Linked DNA regions of Zea mays: region 1 is linked to region 2. Evidence: chromatin contacts called from public Hi-C data. All regions are on one chromosome and are shown on one strand. The core of a region is the stretch at or near the end of the contact, and the rest is flanking DNA. Distances in the headings are between cores, read along the strand shown.

What was found. Hi-C and Micro-C count contacts between places; a contact is called where the count stands out from the background.
Region 1: a contact with region 2 is called in a Hi-C map of ear, with 2.0 times the contacts expected there. The contact joins the enhancer-like site here to the promoter of LOC103639377 in region 2. A contact is called at or near these places in 2 of 25 Hi-C or Micro-C datasets (ear and leaf).

Annotation. Positions count from the first base shown.
Region 1 is chr9:150,250,744-150,253,731 of Zm-B73-REFERENCE-NAM-5.0, forward strand. No RefSeq gene overlaps it. Among protein-coding and RNA genes, the nearest start is that of LOC103639380, 10 kb to the left of the region's middle. Within about 2 kb of position 1,503, at least 19 of the 20 cell types and tissues checked have an H3K27ac peak or open chromatin away from gene starts, as enhancers often do. A contact at or near this core is called in ear and leaf, where this site is marked.
Region 2 is chr9:150,093,481-150,096,685 of Zm-B73-REFERENCE-NAM-5.0, forward strand. It overlaps LOC103639377 (2-oxoglutarate (2OG) and Fe(II)-dependent oxygenase superfamily protein), which reads left to right and starts at 1,270. Exons shown (of 9, transcript XM_035962707.1): 1 at 1,270-1,447; 2 at 1,567-1,769; 3 at 2,542-2,614. The coding sequence starts at 1,355.

The DNA.
Region 1 (2,988 bases), core at 253-2,752, 160 kb after region 2:
GGGGGCGGCCGGGGCGGGCGGCGGCAGGGCAGGGGCGGCGCGAAGGAGAATGGCGCGCGGGCGTCTGAGAGATGAGAGAAGATATTTTGTGAAAGGTGAGAGAAGAGGGAGGTAAAAGCTAAAAACATAACTTCCTAGAGTAAAGCCGTAGGAAGTTAGGTAACTTCCTAGGGTTTATGCTTTGCCTCTAGGAAGTTAATTAACTTCCTACAGCCGGCTGTAGAAAGTTAGATTTTCGTTTGATCGGTCAACAGATGAATCCTAACTTCCTAGAGTAAAGCCGTAGGAAGTTAGGTAAGCAGCTAACTTCCTAAAGCCAGCCGTAGGAAGTTATGTTTTTGGTTGACTCGTCAATAGCTCAAAGCTAACATCCTAGAGGAGGTCGTAGGAAGTTATTTTGGCAGCTAACTTCCTAGAGCCAGCCGTAGGAAGTTAGCTATTCTACTGGCTTGTGAACGGATGAAACCTAACTTCCTAGAGGAGGCCGTAGGAAGTTAACTGGGCAGCTAACTTCTTAGAGCCAGCCGTAGGAAGTTAGCTATTCTATTGGCTTGTGAACGGATGAAACCTAACTTCCTAGAGCCAGCCGTAGGAAGTTAGTTAAGTTCCTACGGTTTTGTAACTTCCGACAGCTTTTATAAAAAACTGTAGGAAGTTATGTTTATTTCCTAGAGGTATCAGTTGCCTCTCGGAAGTTATGTATTTCCTACGGTTTTATATAAAAGCTGTAGGAAGTTAAAAAACCGTAGGAAGTGTATGATTTTGGTGTAGTGTATCAATGGGTCCTCAAACCTTATGACATCTAGGGGGAGAGAGAGAGATCTACATGTGGGCTTTACTGGCACTGCAACCCTCATGCAGGACTCACTTGTCAAAGCCTGAGCCATGGGGATTCATTGTAACGTGACTTGACACATTGAAGCACAAAGTAACTCGAGGTCCAAATTACGAGCTCAGAGAACTAGATGACACATGACGATAAATTTAGGAACTATACATGATTCTACTCTTAAAATTAATCGCTCCTTAGATCTTGTTTCCTATACATCCATATCCATATGCACACGTTGGACCTTGACCATTCTTCCAAGTCGTCCCATGTCGTCGTTGTTTTCCTTCGGGAATCGATCCTTTTATAAAAAGAATAAAGTAGCTATCTGTATGTATAATGGTCCAATGTCCTAGGATTCGTTCTCGAGAAAGAAGAGACCAAAAAAACGAATGATTTCACGGAATAATAATCTGATTTTTTTTGTAGTTTTTTGTTTGATGAAATGACATGCTTTGCTTTACGTGTGGCAAAGCTCAGAGAATATATCTATCTAGAATTTATGAGAATCGGAAAGTACTATGCGCGGAGAAAAAGAACCTCAGATTGGATAGCGAGGCCCACGATACGGTACTGGACCGGCGTGGTGGCGTATAGCAAAGCAAGGCAAGGTTGCACTGCTTGCTATGCTACTCGTGTCGTGGGCTTGGCATCAATGCTTCCGTTCCCCGTCCCTGCAACTGCAACGCGAAAGTGGGGGCACTGCAACAGCACAGCACAGCAGATGAGATGACAGCCTACCCTTTAAGCAAAAGGAACCAAAAAACGCCTTTTACTCGTGGCCTGCGTTCTTCACGTGCGAAACAGCTTTCACCGCACGCCGCCAGGGCCATCCGTTTCACCCGGCGCTGAATGCTCCGGTAAGAGAACACACACACTGGCCATGTCCCTTTTTACTGCAGAGAATATGCTCTGTCTGTGCAGTGCACCTGCGCTTACTACATACCATGGGTTACTATTACTACAGAGAAATCGCATATTTTTCCCCCTTATCAGAAGCAGATAAAACGGCAGCATTATTACAAAGTGGAGTACAGTTCATTTGGTCTTTTCTCCCTGAGGATTAGATCATAATCAAGGGCAAAGAATTGATGTTACTCTGATAAGATTGGCAGTACTGTTTGACCAGGCTAGCTAGAAAAGCAAGTATTATTCCCTAGACAAGACGACGTCCTACACACGGCTACAACCTGCGAAGCATCTAAACATGCTTGGCGGTGCTCGGCGATATATACACGGTAGCAATTTAGGAAAGCTGTGATAGCGCAATGACACCGTCGCGGCCTTTGCAAAATTGCTTTTGTTTTTCTCAGGAGTTTAACACTGAAGCACAGACTGACAGACATCTGGTCCTGCAATGAGCAGGAGGTCCCTAATCCTGGCGAGACCCCACGGCGGCCCCTCCGTGACCGTGAGGTCGCTGCTCATGAGGAGCCGTGGCTGATGCCGCTGATCAGTGCTTGCGAGAGGATCGGGCGGGTTTAGGGTTTAGAGTTGGCCGACGGCGAATGAAGCGAGTACGCGTTGGTTGTTTTGTTTTGTTTGATATGCTGTGTACTTGTTGTTGTTTTTTTGGTTAAGGAACACTTTATTAAACTCAAGAGTTAGCATTAACGCCGATACAACATGAGTTTATGCCCATCCTCTGCACAACTACGAGGTGCACACAGCCTATATGCGGTTCTTCGAGAGGAACGACTACAAGCTTTCCTGGGCGGTGTCAGCCGCCCAGGCGGTGCCACTCTCCATGGCCTCCCACACGGCCCGCCGGTCGGGGGGGGGAGGGGGGCGTGAACGGGCCAGTGGACCATGCATGTACAGGCCCACATACACCATCTGAAGATTGCTGCATAGGGATGGTTGCGCCAAGGCATGAGCTCAAACTTGATTTTTACGATCATAAATACAACGCATTAGAGTTATCTATGTCTCTCACGTTGGCTTGATAAGTTGATATGTACGGTAACTATCTGGATTCACGCACATCTCTTACGTCGGGGTTGTATATGACATCTCGTTGACCACTATAACAACATTTACATTATATCTATCATTATTTGAGCTAAAAAATGGGAATTTTTATACTCAAACCAGGGTGTGCTACCCATTATACCGCATGCACGGTAGAAAAAGGGAATCGGTTAATTTATGGTGTCTGT
Region 2 (3,205 bases), core at 20-2,519:
TTCTTAGTCCCAAGACAATATCATGGTATTTGAGTATAACATGGTATTTTAGACTAAAAGATGTTTGGAAGCACATCTAAAAACTCTGTATTTTAAACCATGGTTTTACCAATACCACAATATTTTTGGGGTAAAAAAAACTTTGGTCCGGACCGAAGTTTTTGGCTCACGCAGCTGCAGTCTTCTCTTCTACACTACAACTAAAATACTTTGTCTTCAAACATGTGTTAGATTAGACTGATGTAAAATATACTATAGTGGTATTATAAACTACGGTTTTGAGAAATAGAGTTCCCAAACAGGTCCTAAGAGTAAAAATGAGGACACCAGCAAAAATAAGGTTATCACCTTTAAAATGTGTATATGAGCACCAAAACTCCTTGAGCACGGGATATGTCAAGTTTTTTGCTATTATAGGTCTCCTTTTAACAGGCTTTTGCTTTATGGTACTCTTAAAATAACCTTCCATAATAGTATTTATAAGTGGTGTTACTCTTTAAAATAATATTCTAGCCCTTTTTATATTCCTTTTTTTTTCTTTTTTCCCTGTCTTCTAAACTGCTCATATTGCCCCTGTCCCCAATCTGCATCTGTTCAGCGCCGCTGCAAATGAACAAATCCATCTCAAGCCTCTGCTATCTTTCTCCAGCGTTGGGCTCAAGTTTAGTAAGGATGCAAAGCATTATCACAAGTCAGCGTTGATTCTTTCCATAGTAAAATCAAAAGAAAATGTAAACATTGCGGTTAGATGATCATACTGTGCAGGTCATGCTCTATCGATATTTAGACCTGATGATTATCCTCTGTATGTTTAGTTTCTGAACACATCAGTTCACACCTATATAATCCAGCAATCATGCCTTGAATAAAAATGGTGTTACAGTTTCTGAACACAACAGGTTTCAAAACGGTGTTTACAGTTTCTAAACACATCAGTTCACAACAATACGAGCAGTTTAGAAGATGAGGAAAAACAAAGGGAAAAAGAAATATAAAAAGGATATACTATTATTTTAAAAAGTAACACTACTTATAAATACTATTATAGAAAAGATTATATTGATATCATAAGGTAGAAAAGCTTGTTAAAAGAAAACCTATAATACCAAAAAAAACTCAATTGCTGGAGACAGCCCGAAGAGGGACGATAAAATCTGATATTTGTTATCAGCAAGAAACAGATTTGTAAAATTGTCATCAGACCCATATTTTATAGAACCAACTGGACTCACAGTTTATATACATAACAAGAAGACATTGTGAGTGACAAAAGTTCAATTATCTTAAAACAGGATTGGCAACAACAGTACTCCGTACAACACTGTGACCAAGGAATCGGGCTTTAGGGATCCCTATGTCCAGTACCACCACCTCGCCTCCGCCGCCGGCCGCCGGGGACCATCCCCGCGTTCTGCTCCGAGGTTTCCTCTCCCGTGAGACATGCAAGGTACTCTCCTTCCTTCCCGAAACCACTGTTCCACTGAAGCTTGGCGCTTAGAACCCTAAACCTTAGCTGCTCGGTTCGGTCTGGAATCGCTTCACGGGCGCGGCGCGTGCGTGCGGCAGGAGCTGGAGTTCGTGCACCGGAGCTGCGGCGCAGCGGGGTACCGCCCCTCGGTGATATCGACATCTCTGCCGCACCTGGCGGCCACCGGCTGCGGCCACCTCCTGCTCCCGTTCGTGCCCGTCCGCGAGCGCCTCCGCGACGCTGTGGAGTCCTTCTTCGATTGCCACTTCGATCTCTTCATCGAGTTCACCGGGCTTATCAGGTGCACAGTCGTCGTGTTGCGTGGACTTCGCTTCCTATGTGTTTGGCTGTACCGGTTTAGCTCCAGCATTTTTGTAAGTGGCAAGTTTAACGCCAGCATCAAATTAGTGCTCTCAGCGTTTCTCTGCAGACTGCCGAGTGCGGTGTGACGTGTGAGTATGGGTGCTTTGTTCAGCTACCTTAAGGGTCTGTTTGGATATACATGGCTAGTTACCGGTTTGGATAAAAATTAGCTATGATTGTCCAGCTAGTTGGCAAAGAACTAGTTGAAGTAACTAAAAAAATACTCCATATATCTACCTTCCTGTTTGGATGCATTAGAGCTATTTTGAGCTAAAATTAGCTAGCTAACAGTTACCTCATGGTATCCAATCATACCCTTATTGTGTTGATCAAATTCACAATGTTTCTCACGGGATTAACAGCTGCTGTAGAGTGTTTCCATGTGGTGCCCATACCAATGATCGACCGGGCTTGTCAGATTTATATAATTATACTAGTGGCTGAACAGTATTCAGTGTTGGGCTAGTAGCGTGAATGATTTGGTACCATGTTGATAAATTTGGCCATTATTGCGATAGTTTTCTTTACTATGTGATGATTAATTTGTATAATGAGATTACATACCTTGCATGTGTACTGCATAAGCTATATGCAGTTTTATCATTTTATCAACACTACATGCACATTCCTTAAAAGTGGAACATCACATCTGAACGTTCTTATAGTCCTTGACACAACGTGCTCCCACTTAAACCATGTTCGCTATGCAGTTGGTGCAAGGGAGCTTCTATTGGATGGCACAGTGATGACAACAAGCCTTATCTTAGGCAAAGGGCATTCACAGTAAGGATCTATCTTTATTTTTCCCTTGCAGTTTCGTCAGTTTAGCTAAGGCCTATTCCTGTTTATATGTTGCATCTATTGCGCCTATGCTTGTTTTGGGTTTGTGGCGCATCATGCTAAAGTGATTACTGTCTCTGTTATCTGGGACCCACTTCACAACACTTCAGTCTCTAGAGTCTAGACTACATCCATGCAATGTATATCTGTAGTGCATGCTTATATGTGATCAGTCATTTTAGATCTTCTAGCTAGGTGTGGTTCTATGGACTCTTACCTTATGAAGTGATGTAGTACTGTATTTTAAAGCTAATTGAGAATTGAGATACTCTAGAAGGATCTAATGCAACTGTCACTGTTGGGATTTTGGTTCCTGTTGACAGCTTGCGTAGTCCCAAGACATATCATTATCATATGTTAGCGGTCTTCATGAAGAAGAATGGCTTATCCCAGTTTGCGAGCCTACATAAGTTTCCTTTAAGGCCTACTTATTGTTTACCTTTTATGTATGCTACTTTCCAAAGTGTCCTCCAGCATATCCATATAGTAACACTTTCTGTTTTGCCAAAATTTTTTTTGTTTCTTGCACCAACT